Regions from separate parts of the Mus musculus genome. Here all the other regions are linked to region 1. The links are chromatin contacts, called in public promoter capture Hi-C maps. All regions are on one chromosome and are shown on one strand. Each heading gives the region's core, a stretch centred on a gene start, on an enhancer-like site or on the middle of the called end of the contact. The rest is flanking DNA. Distances are from core to core; before and after follow the strand shown. Region 1 holds the start of 2610206C17Rik (RIKEN cDNA 2610206C17 gene). Region 2 holds the start of Folh1 (folate hydrolase 1). Region 3 holds the start of Saxo2 (stabilizer of axonemal microtubules 2).

Region 1 (3,420 bases), core at 492-2,991:
ACAAAGCTTACTCCAAGTTTCTTTTGCAAGACGGACGGTTTTAAGGCAAAGAAGACTCCTCAATAACCTGCCAGAGACTGCAGGGAGGGGAGGAGTGGTGGAGAACAGACAGGGTGGCTTCACAAAACATGGAGTTTTCTCCCACTTGCTGGTTTTGCCCTGAGAAGTACCAAAGGGTGCCAAACTTTCCACAGCCGGTTTGAAGGGATTCGGTGTAGAGATTAACAGAAATCTTAGTTCCTCATGCAAACATAGCAACTAGGAACCAGTCACAAGAACAGTGAGTCTTCCTGATTAAAGGAAGGAAGCAGAATCGTAACGTTTTCATCTCTATTTTATTACTGATTGCCTACAACTTTCTACCACGATCTACAGTATTTACTTTTCGACAGGCAACTTGGGCAACAACAGCTGCAAGAAGAAAAGTTCCCAGAGTACACTTGTTAGAAGCAAAACAAGAAACACCATCGAAACACTGGGGTGAAGGGAGGAACACAGCATTAAGAAACAATGAAATGGATGAACCACAACCATACACTATCTGTCCAAAGTTCAAAGGGCAAGGAACCTAAAGTGACACTGTTTGAAGAGATTAGTGTGTGACAAAACTAATTTTTAAAAGGCTAGAGAATGAGCAAATCCACCGAGTCTAGAATGTTTATTTACCTCAGTAAGAAACAGTAAACTGGGTTAGGCCAGATAAGAAACTCGTGAACACATACAAGTTTGAGTAATGTTCTAGTTCTGGCTCTGGAGTGAGGAGTCTGAAAGTTTATGTTTTCTCTCTTTATAGTACATTGTGTTGTGTATTCTCCCAGGACTGACCATTACTTTAAAAACTTTGTGATATAACTCATATTGTGAGTTTTGACATTAACACAGGAAAGTATGGCTGCAGTCAAAACAGCAATCAAGCCTGAAATTTTCCTATCTGTGCCTATTACCCCTCTTACATGTTTGTCTCCCCGCCCCACCCCACCCCCACCCCGAGACAGGGTTTCTCTGTGTAGCCCTGGCTGTCCTGGAACTCACTGTGTAGAACAGGCTGGAATCCGCCTGCCTCTGCCTCCCAAGTGCTGGGATTAAAGGCGTGCGCCACCACGCCCGGCTTACGTGTTTTTTAAATGTTAAAAAAAAAAAAAAAAAAAGGAAAAAGGAAAAATTAAGACAATGTCTTTTCTCCATTTAAATGTTCATGGTTTACCAAAAAATTGTCCCCGCAGGCCTGGAAATAATACATAAAACAGCAATTGCCATAAAATACTTCATAAATAATCTCAAAAGCCTACGTGGCATTTTAATTAGGAAAAGGATAAATTTCGAATATAGTTTGAAAGTGACGTTTAATTTCGGTTTTCGGAACCACTAGGTGCTGACTACCAAGCTAGTTAGCATGCACGGCTTGGAGGTGACCCCAAGGCCCCAGTTCCCACAAACGCCTGACAATTCTGGATGATGATGGCAAATCACTGAGTTCTGATAGAGTTAGATTGACTTCAGACGCCACACTCCGTGTAGCTTGTTTACGCATCCAACAGTGAGAAACTTGAAAACGCTCTCAGAGGAGCAGAGAGCTTGGAATCCCGGAGACTCCCTCTGAGCCTTCTCTAGCCTCAGCCTACCAAAGGGACGTGAGGACGCTGCCCGGCGTGCGGCAGCTGCTCCGGACTGGCCCCAGGCGCGCCCACCCCGACCCCGAGCTCAGCGCGCGCCCGGGGAGCCCGGGACCGCGCCCCACCGGGACCGCGCCCTCCGCTCGCCACTGCGAGGCCACCTGCTGCGCCGCCCGCCGCTTCCGGCTCCCAGGCCGCCCGGAGGCTGCGCCCACCGCTGCCCGCACTCCTCACCTGGCGGCGGCCCTCTCCGCCGGACGCGCTGCCGCCGCCGCCTCTCGCCGCCGCTGAGAGTGAGGACAGGTGAGGCCGCCAAACCCCCACTCGCTCCCGGCCCGCCGCCGCCGGCCCTCCGTCCGCTGTTTATTAAACTTTTCTGTTTGGCTGCTCGGCCTGTGACGCGGCCTCAAGGGAGCGCCCGCGATTGGCTCTCAACGCGCGCTGACGCGGCAGTCCCAGCCCGCTGCCTAATTATGACCGGCCCGGGCGGGGCCGCGGGCCGGAGGCGGCGTGGGGGCGGGGCCGGATCTCGGAGAGTGCTATTATTGGTCAAGGCATTTGAGGGGCGTGGCACAGAGGCGCTGCTTTTCTCTCGGCCACGCCCCTGCCTCGGCCAGGTCAGCGGGCTAGGTTAGCTTTTTGATGTTGCCTCAGGAGCAAGAGGGCTCTGGTGCAGACTTGGGGGACGGCGAGGGGATGGGGTGTCTGATGACGTAGCTCCGGGCTCTGCATCCTCCCAGGGATAGACTACCCTTGTCTAGAGCTGGTGTTCCACCTGCGTAGTTTGAGAGACGACATAGATTGAGATTCTGTTGCCCAGGCCCCTAGAAGACCAGGAGGGCCAGCCCAAAGTGCCAGGTCTGAACTCTGCCCTGTCCTGAACCACGATTTACAGAGAGCGAGACCTGAGGCGTGTGTGCTCGCTTGTGTAATACACACCTACACGCCTGGACTCGGGAAGCCCCCTGGACCTTCTCGCGGAAGCGGTAGATTCTAGTCCAGCAGCCCTGCACAGGTTGTGCGGGAGAAGTGGGGGACAGCTCTCCTGAGATTTCCCCAGCCCAAACAGGATTGCCTAGAGTCCTGTCTTTATTTGAAATTATGTTATTTTGTTAGTCTTGGGGTTGTGCCTTTTGGTGTTTTACAATGTTTATCTTTGTCACTGTGCTCTCTTTACCTATTTCCCTGAAATTTCTGCCCTATTTTTACAGTAATAGGGGCTCATGGTCACAAGGTTGAGATACGGCTAACCATGTGTGGTTTGGGCTGCTTTCTGTAATCCTGTAGAATAAGGAGGAGACAGAATAGAGGACATGGTGGAGGTCAGGTAGAATTCTTTGAAGAAAAGGTGGCATTTGAAAAATTCTTATGACTTCATGGAAAACGAAAGGAAGTGTTCCTGAAGAGGGCTTGGGAGAAACACACAATGCTCTTGTGAGGTGACAGACAAGTTTCTGGGGCAGGATATTCTAAAATAAATCACCAAAGCTAAGCCTGGCCAGCCACCGTGGCCCAGGCCTTTATACTTTCAGCATGGAGAGGCAAAGAAAAATATACCTCTGTGAGTACTAGGTCAGCCTGGTGGATATAGCAAGTTCCAGGGTGACCAGAGCTAAGTAGTGAAACCCAGGGCCAAATAAAATAAAGCTAAGCCTGCTGTTCGAAACCAGAGCAGAACAGAAGGTCCCTACCCAGGGCCTAAGGGTGTTTTTGAGGCACATTCAACCCATTCAAAATTTATATTTAAGGTTGGAGTAATGATTCAGCAGTTAAGAGCACTTACTGCTCTTGTAGTGGTCTTAGGTTG
Region 2 (3,420 bases), core at 581-3,080, 2.1 Mb after region 1:
AGTAAACTGCAATATACTTCGTAGCTCTGCAAGACATCCAATGCACAGAAAGCCACAGACAGGTTATAACCTGTGCCTTGACCCCTGGCCTCATAAATTGATTTTAATCTGAGAGGGAGAGAACATCCTTATAGAGTTTACAGAGTACCTTACCTGAGAATAAAGAGAGTTACTGAACCAAACCTCATGGTGCTTTACCACTATTGATAATATATTTGAAGACATATATGCACACAAATATGCACATTGAGACATATGGCTGAGCAAAAGGCTTAACTAAAGGCCCTAGTGTTCACTGTGAGATTAGGAAAGAACACCCTAGGCCTGAAATAACTCACAAGTAAGAAAGATAGAGGCCTGTGGTAGAGACAGAATACTAAGAAACTAACAAACTGGGTTATTGAACAGTGAAACCAAGGGATAGTGGGTGTAACAAAGTAGAAATGACTTGCTTTTAGGATATGTAGGCTTTTGAATCCCATGCTAACCGTTCCAAAACTTGATTCTCATTTCAAGCTGATAACAGAAACTCAATTTAATTCAATCTCATTGGGGCTCACAGCAATCATAGGTAATTACTGATATCTTTGTGTTTAGTTTGATTGAAGTCTCTGGCCAAAGGCTACACAATTGGTTCAGAGCCTGTCTTTACCAATGACATAGAAGTAATTCAAAATGCAGAGCAAAGACGGATGACTTGATGACAAGTTAGACTGGCCTGTGTACTAAAGTCCAGTAGGAAACAGATCCCTCATCAAAGACCCAAGTAGTTTTCTAGTAAAGCTCCTCCTGCTAAATAGTGTCCTATTATCTGTACGTTTCTCATTCAAGTTTCATCATAAATATGGGGAAAATTAAGGTTGAAAGAGAATGGGTAAATTTTTTTCACAGTAAACGAGAATTAGTGATACAAACTCTGAATTTGTAAATCAGCTATGCTCTGCTACTGATTTCTGATGCAGATGGTTTCTTACAGAGTTGGGCTAAATCTGAACTAAGGTCAGGAGGCTCCTGTTAAGGATGTGTTCAGGCAGTGCTGACAGTAATTCACATTTCCCAGAATGTCTCTCTGCTTGTCCAAGGAAGAATGTGAACAGAAAGAGAATCCTTTCACAGAGATGTCCTGGATGCCATGGTATCCTTGAAATTGACACAGGTAGGAGACAGGTGAACCTTCCCCCACCACGTCTCCCCAGCCTCCCCACCCCACCCCCAAAGGCAAAAGCCACTAAAACCAAGCTTACTGGTAGATCTGGATCAGCAGCCACTGGGAATCAGCACTGAGAAGGGTAGTGTCCTGCAGGGTCCCAATGGGTCAGACCTAATTCTAGTTACTGTTTCTGGTTTTTGTTTATTTTGTTTTGTTTTGTTTGTAATCTGACTTTAATCTATGCAATTCTATATACAGATAATTTATTCCTAATTCAATCCTGCTCAGACCCCAGGAAACCTCTGCTTAACTCAGATACTAAAGGTTCCTTCCTCCATGCAAATCACTGCACCCCGGGGAAGACCCGAAACCTCTCCTGCGGGAAGAGCAGCTACAAGAGTGCAGAAGCGAAGGAACAGGGAGATTATGCACTTTGCCATGCAAATGCACCATACCAAAGAGGAAGCCAATGAGGAAGGTTCCGGTTAAAGCCAGCACCAGTGTCCCAACACGGAGCCAGCGCTGGCGGTGTCCCAGGACCTCCGCGGAGTCTCTGTCCTGCAGTGCGTTCCACATCTCTGGCAACTTTAGTTTTCCTCAGCAGTTCTCTTCTACATCCACTGCAGAGATTCTGCGGGTTAAAATTTCCTCCCACTGCTATTCCCCTGGGAAATAGAAGTCTCTCCTAAGACTTTCTCCGCCCCCAAATTCTGGCGTACTGTGAGCCAATTGTAGTTAGGCTAAGGGAAACTGCCTACTCTGGCTTCTTTGGAGTGAGGCTTCAGTTTCTCTTTGAGACTTTATTGACAGGGGCTAAATAGAGAGATAAACAAGAATATCAGAAAGCAATGATAACTTGCCAAATAGTACAGCCTGTACTCAGAAAAGTATTGCAGAGTCCTTATACTTGCTTAATGATCCGTATTAACTTCAATAAACTTTGAGGAATGTGAGAGACTTAGTCCTGAAGAGCCAATACTTACACACATGAGTGAGCACTCTCCTTTCCCTGATAGTTCTCTGTCTGTTAATCCTGTGCTTTAGTCTCTGTTGAAAAATCTTCCTGATGAATTCCAACTCTACTAATTTTTTTTTGACATCTGAAATTCATGCCTCTTCCCCAAGTTATTTGTACATTAGTAGATAAATTAAAATGTGACCTGAATACTGTGTTAGAATGGCGGGTCGCGTCTCAACAGCACACTAGGCCAAGGGAGCTCCACGTGGAAGAGGTTTTATTGGGGGAATTAGAGAGAAGGAGGCGGCAGAAAGAGAAGAGGGGAAAGAGAGATGGAGGGGTGTTCTCCTTATTTATAGGGAGAGGTAAAGGTGGGAGGTGAGCCAAGTGGATGTTGGGAATATGGTGCCTGTTGCCTTGGCAACCGGTCTGAAGGTCACAGGTCAAGCTGTCCCCTATGTGATGTCCTAGGTTTGGGAGATCCTGATGCCAACAAATACCATCTTTCTTTTCTTAGTTCGGGAGTAATAGATTCAGATAGAAATACTGAATAAAGAAAATATGTTAGTTTAACTGCACATCTTTTTGAGATTTTCTTTTGATTTTTTTGGATAAGAGACAGGTTCTAGAAATATCTGGCCCAGACTCTAAACACCAAGAACAAAAACAATAAAATTAATGAAGTGATTTACATCTGTAGCAGAAAGGAAAGACAGCTCAATGCAGCTATCAATAGCAGCCTGAGGAGTTCCTTAATAATTATGAAGCTAGATCCTGGTAAAACTGGCTTTCACACAGAAAAGACCGACAACATATGTTAATAAAAGGCAGGATTCAGATTTATTAAAGGAATTTTCTAATTTAGAGTTTTAAGCACCAGGTTTAAAAGAAGGGAAAATTTCTAAAACAAGGTAACATGTACCTCAGCATGGGTGTGGCTTCTTGAATCAAGTTATAACTTCTTATTTCAATGCAATGTATGCCATTTTAGGTGGATTTTGAAGCTATAATCTTTAGAGTTTTGCTAGAAACACTAAATTACATAATAGCATATTTCCTGCAGTTCACCTGAGAGGATTATGATTGATGATAAAGTTAAAGTATAGGTCAGCAGGATACAGGAAGTTAGAATATCTTTGTAAAAAATAAAAAATCAATTGGTTTGTTTCTGTGATTCCAGATAATAAGTGTGTAAGCCTTAGTCTGGGTCCTTGAAACTCAGTAACAAATAGCTGCAAACCTCTAAATGACAGAATCCTTCACAGCAAGCATTAATTGTATGGAAATCCTTGCTTCCCAGCTGGTAAGAGAC
Region 3 (3,420 bases), core at 593-3,092, 2.0 Mb before region 1:
TAAACTTCTCTGTCTTTTTGAAACAAACAAACAAACAACAAACAAACAAACCAACCAGCTCACAGAAATGATGAGATCAGACGTCCCTAATGGAAAATCAAAGGAATTAAATTTTAGTTCCCTAAGAGAGAAAAGATGGCATCATGGTTTGAATCTGAGATGTTCACATATTTTGAACCTTTGCTTTCCAGCTGATGGAAACACTCTGGAAGGCTTTTGGAAGCTGGCCTCTACCTGGAAATAAGTTGTAAACAGCAGCCCTTGGAAGATGAGAGCCTGGGTCTTGATTCCACAGGCTTTCTACCTCCTGGTCTGCCAGCATGTAAAAAGTCTTGCTTCGTGTTACATGAACAAGAACCCCACCATGTTTGACTGCCAGGGACTGCACCCTCTCAAACTGTATGCCCAAACAGACCTCCTCTCCTTCGCTGTTTTTACCACAGTGCTACCACAGTGGTGCAAATGTACCTAACAGATAGTCTTCAACAACAAATGAATATGGACAGATCTTCCATCTTTCCTTCCAACAGGAAAGGAGGCAAAAGATGAGAGGTGGTATGGGGAGGGATGATGGTGAAGAATCTTTGCCCCGTTTTGAGACAATGACTCATGAAGGTAGCCAAAGTTTAAAAACCATTGGCTGAGTGGAACTATGTATGTCATAGTAACTACCCATTTTGTCAAAGATTCTTGTACCTCAGTTATAAAACTGAAAGCAGCTAAGGCAGTGCTCTCGCTGCAACTAAGTGTTTGCAAGGGACATTTCGGCAGAAGTTATTAGCCATGCTTCAAAGCCTAAAGGGGATTCCTCTTACATTGGCAGTCCCCCCAGCTCTGTGGATGGTGATATTATTCTTGAAGAATGTAAAGTCCCTAATATAATGAATTTCCTGATGGGTGGATGGGAAAATAACTTAGTTTGTAGATAAATTCAGATTCAAATACATTTTTTTTCTTACATACAAGATTTTGCAGATTCAAGCCTTAAAAGTTATGTTTGCATCTGTTCAAACATACAAACAATGTTTATTACAAAAGGGGCTGAGAAACTGCTCTCAATCAATATGTGTTGTAGCTGGTTGCCCTTAGAAGGGGATTACAAGTACAAAGGGCTTGGCGTTACTCAGTTACTCTTATTCACTTATCAAAGGTGATCTAACCCCTGGGTAAACAGTAAGCTTGAGGATAGAGAAGAATGTGTTTACTGGTGATGTAAAGTTGTTAGGCAGGACTTACAAACCAAACCTGAGGTTTACGGTGAGGACTATTGCCATTTTTGTCTGTCAGAAAGGCCTCAGGAAAATGTTGCCTTGGCAGGAATAAAAATAGAGTTTAGAGGATGGAAGGTTCTGGGTGGCAAACGAAATACCATGGATACTGTTCTTTTAAGTTAACCAATAGAATCGGTGGGTGACTCCATCACTTACCAGCCATATTTGCTCATACTACTTAGCTGATCTGAACTGTATTTTAGCTTAAATCTCTGGATGGGAAGCCTCAGGGAATGCAAAGAAAATAAGTTTTGCCCAGGAGCTAGCCAAGCAGAGGAAATGGGCAGCATTTAGCAGAGCATAAGGTCGGGGGTGGGGGGTGGGGGGTGGGGGTGGAGTAGGGGTCTCCTCCGGTTCAGGCAAGGGAGTCCTTAGGGGGTGTGCGCGGCGGGGCTCGCGGCTCTGCGGACGCCACACCGGGCGGACGTTTCTTACCCGCAGGTGCAAATCTGGCACAGACACCAGTTCCTCATGCTCTGCGCTCCAGCGTCCCCCTCCGCAGGCTTAGGCTGGCACACTTCAGAGCAGCTACAGCGTCCGCCGTCGTCAAGGCGACCGCGGAACTCCAAGTTGAAGGGAAACGACGTGGCTTCCGGTGATGTTCTAGATGCGCGCGGGTCAGAGGTCACAGGCCCACAGGCCCCGCCCCCAGGCTCCTGCGACTTCCGGTCTGAGCTACCCCTGGAGTCTTAGGTGCGTGGGTGAGGTGCGGCGTGGAGCTGGTGAGTGGGGGGACTTGCTAGGGACGCCGGCGACCAGACGGTGACGGAGACCCGGGGGGGTCATGTCGATTGGGCTGGGCGAGGAGTGTCCCGAGCGGCTGCACTTTATAGGGACCCGGTACTCTCAGCGGCAGCGACTCCAGGAACCCAAGAGGAGGAAGGGCATGCAGACCTCGATTTGCTTCTTTTAATTGGAGAGAGGGGTAGAAGGTGTGTCGTGCACCTGGTGTGTTCCTAGGCACGTGATCCAAAAACTTTTAAGGACACTCAGTGCAGTCACAGGGCCGAAGTTCTCATGTCTGATAAAAGCCAGCAAGCTTGACAGAAAGGCAGACTTTTGGAGGGACTGAAGTAGGGAAGGGTGTGTGTGTGTGTGTGTGTGTGTGTGTGTGTGTGAGAGAGAGAGAGAGAGAGAGAGAGAGACTGACTGTCTGTCTCTGGTGTGTGTGTGTGTGTGTGTGTGTGTGTGTGTGTGTGTATGTATGTATGTATGTATGTATGTGAGTGTGAGTGTGACTTAGCCGGGCGCCTCTGCACCTGGCTCCCAACTGCGTGATTCATCGCATGGCAGATCCGGAAACTCCCAGCTCACCCCACAAGTACTGTCAGCAGGATGTGTGGACTTTACCATGGAACATGGGCCTAAAGGACTATATCCCCTCAGGGCCAGAAGGAAATAGATGTGGCTAAACATTCATTGGGTTCTCAGTTAAGGAATCTGAGGCGACTTGTCAGCATCAGCATCTCCCTCTCAGTTTGTCCATTTGGTTTTCGCTGTTGTGCACACCACCCCCACCCCCACCCCCACTAGATTTTGTACCATTTTTAATTTGCATTTAATGTTTAGTCCCAGGAAATAACCATGGTGCTCAGTGGTGTTGATAAGATGATTCGACTTCAGAAGAACACTGCCAACATTAGGAATATCTGTGTTCTGGCTCATGTTGACCACGGTAAGGCTTTTAGAATTGGGTTTTATTAACAAAGAGGAAATGTCTCTGTTTCATTGGAGCGGTGAGAGTGATGCTTGCTAAGGAGTTGTGTGTTGTGCCATGTCAGAGAAGCATGCTGTAGAACGTTTGAAATAAATGGATTAACGGGTGATTGGTGGTCTGCCCAGTATGTCATACAATGCTTTTGAATTTGGATTTTTGTTAAAATATGGAAAAGTTTCTTGAGATGGTAAAATGTCTGTGGTCTTGGTAGAATATATCTTCTATAAATTCTATTTAATTCATCCTATACTGAGCATTTGCTAAGTTGGCAGTGCTTTTTTAGATTTGTCAGGCCCTAGACATTTATGAGGCCAACCTGTCCAGCCAGAGAAGCTTTAGGGAGGAATCGGGGCTTCGTGGTGAGATGGGCTGGGGGTGGGGTGGGTGAGAGTTTTGAGACCTGGAGGATTGGGTAGCAAAGTGGTTAAAAAG

What was found. Promoter capture Hi-C pulls out the DNA fragments that hold promoters and counts their contacts. Capture Hi-C pulls out chosen DNA fragments and counts their contacts.
Region 2: a promoter capture Hi-C map of hippocampal neurons shows a contact between it and region 1, with 5 times the contacts expected there. The contact joins the promoter of Folh1 here to the promoter of 2610206C17Rik in region 1. A contact is called at or near these places in 2 of 39 promoter capture datasets (cranial neural crest and hippocampal neurons).
Region 3: a contact with region 1 is called in a promoter capture Hi-C map of adipose tissue, with 5 times the contacts expected there. The contact joins the promoter of Saxo2 here to the promoter of 2610206C17Rik in region 1. A contact is called at or near these places in 3 of 39 promoter capture datasets (the C10 cell line, cranial neural crest and pre-B cells), 2 of 484 Hi-C or Micro-C datasets (muscle stem cells and pre-B cells) and 1 of 9 other capture datasets (adipose tissue).

What each region holds. Positions count from the first base shown.
Region 1 is chr7:84,687,899-84,691,318 of GRCm38.p6, forward strand. It overlaps 2610206C17Rik (RIKEN cDNA 2610206C17 gene), which reads left to right and starts at 1,742. Exons shown (of 5, transcript NR_038175.1): 1 at 1,742-1,916. Zfand6 (zinc finger, AN1-type domain 6) reads right to left here and starts at 2,059. Exons shown (of 7, transcript NM_001360578.1): 1 at 1,848-2,059.
Region 2 is chr7:86,774,034-86,777,453 of GRCm38.p6, forward strand. Folh1 (folate hydrolase 1) reads right to left here and starts at 1,831. Exons shown (of 19, transcript NM_016770.3): 1 at 1,606-1,831. The coding sequence starts at 1,726.
Region 3 is chr7:82,646,686-82,650,105 of GRCm38.p6, forward strand. It overlaps Saxo2 (stabilizer of axonemal microtubules 2), which reads right to left and starts at 1,843. Exons shown (of 3, transcript NM_177894.4): 1 at 1,707-1,843. The coding sequence starts at 1,744. Efl1 (elongation factor like GTPase 1) reads left to right here and starts at 1,929. Exons shown (of 20, transcript NM_175317.3): 1 at 1,929-1,993; 2 at 2,841-2,946. The coding sequence starts at 2,856.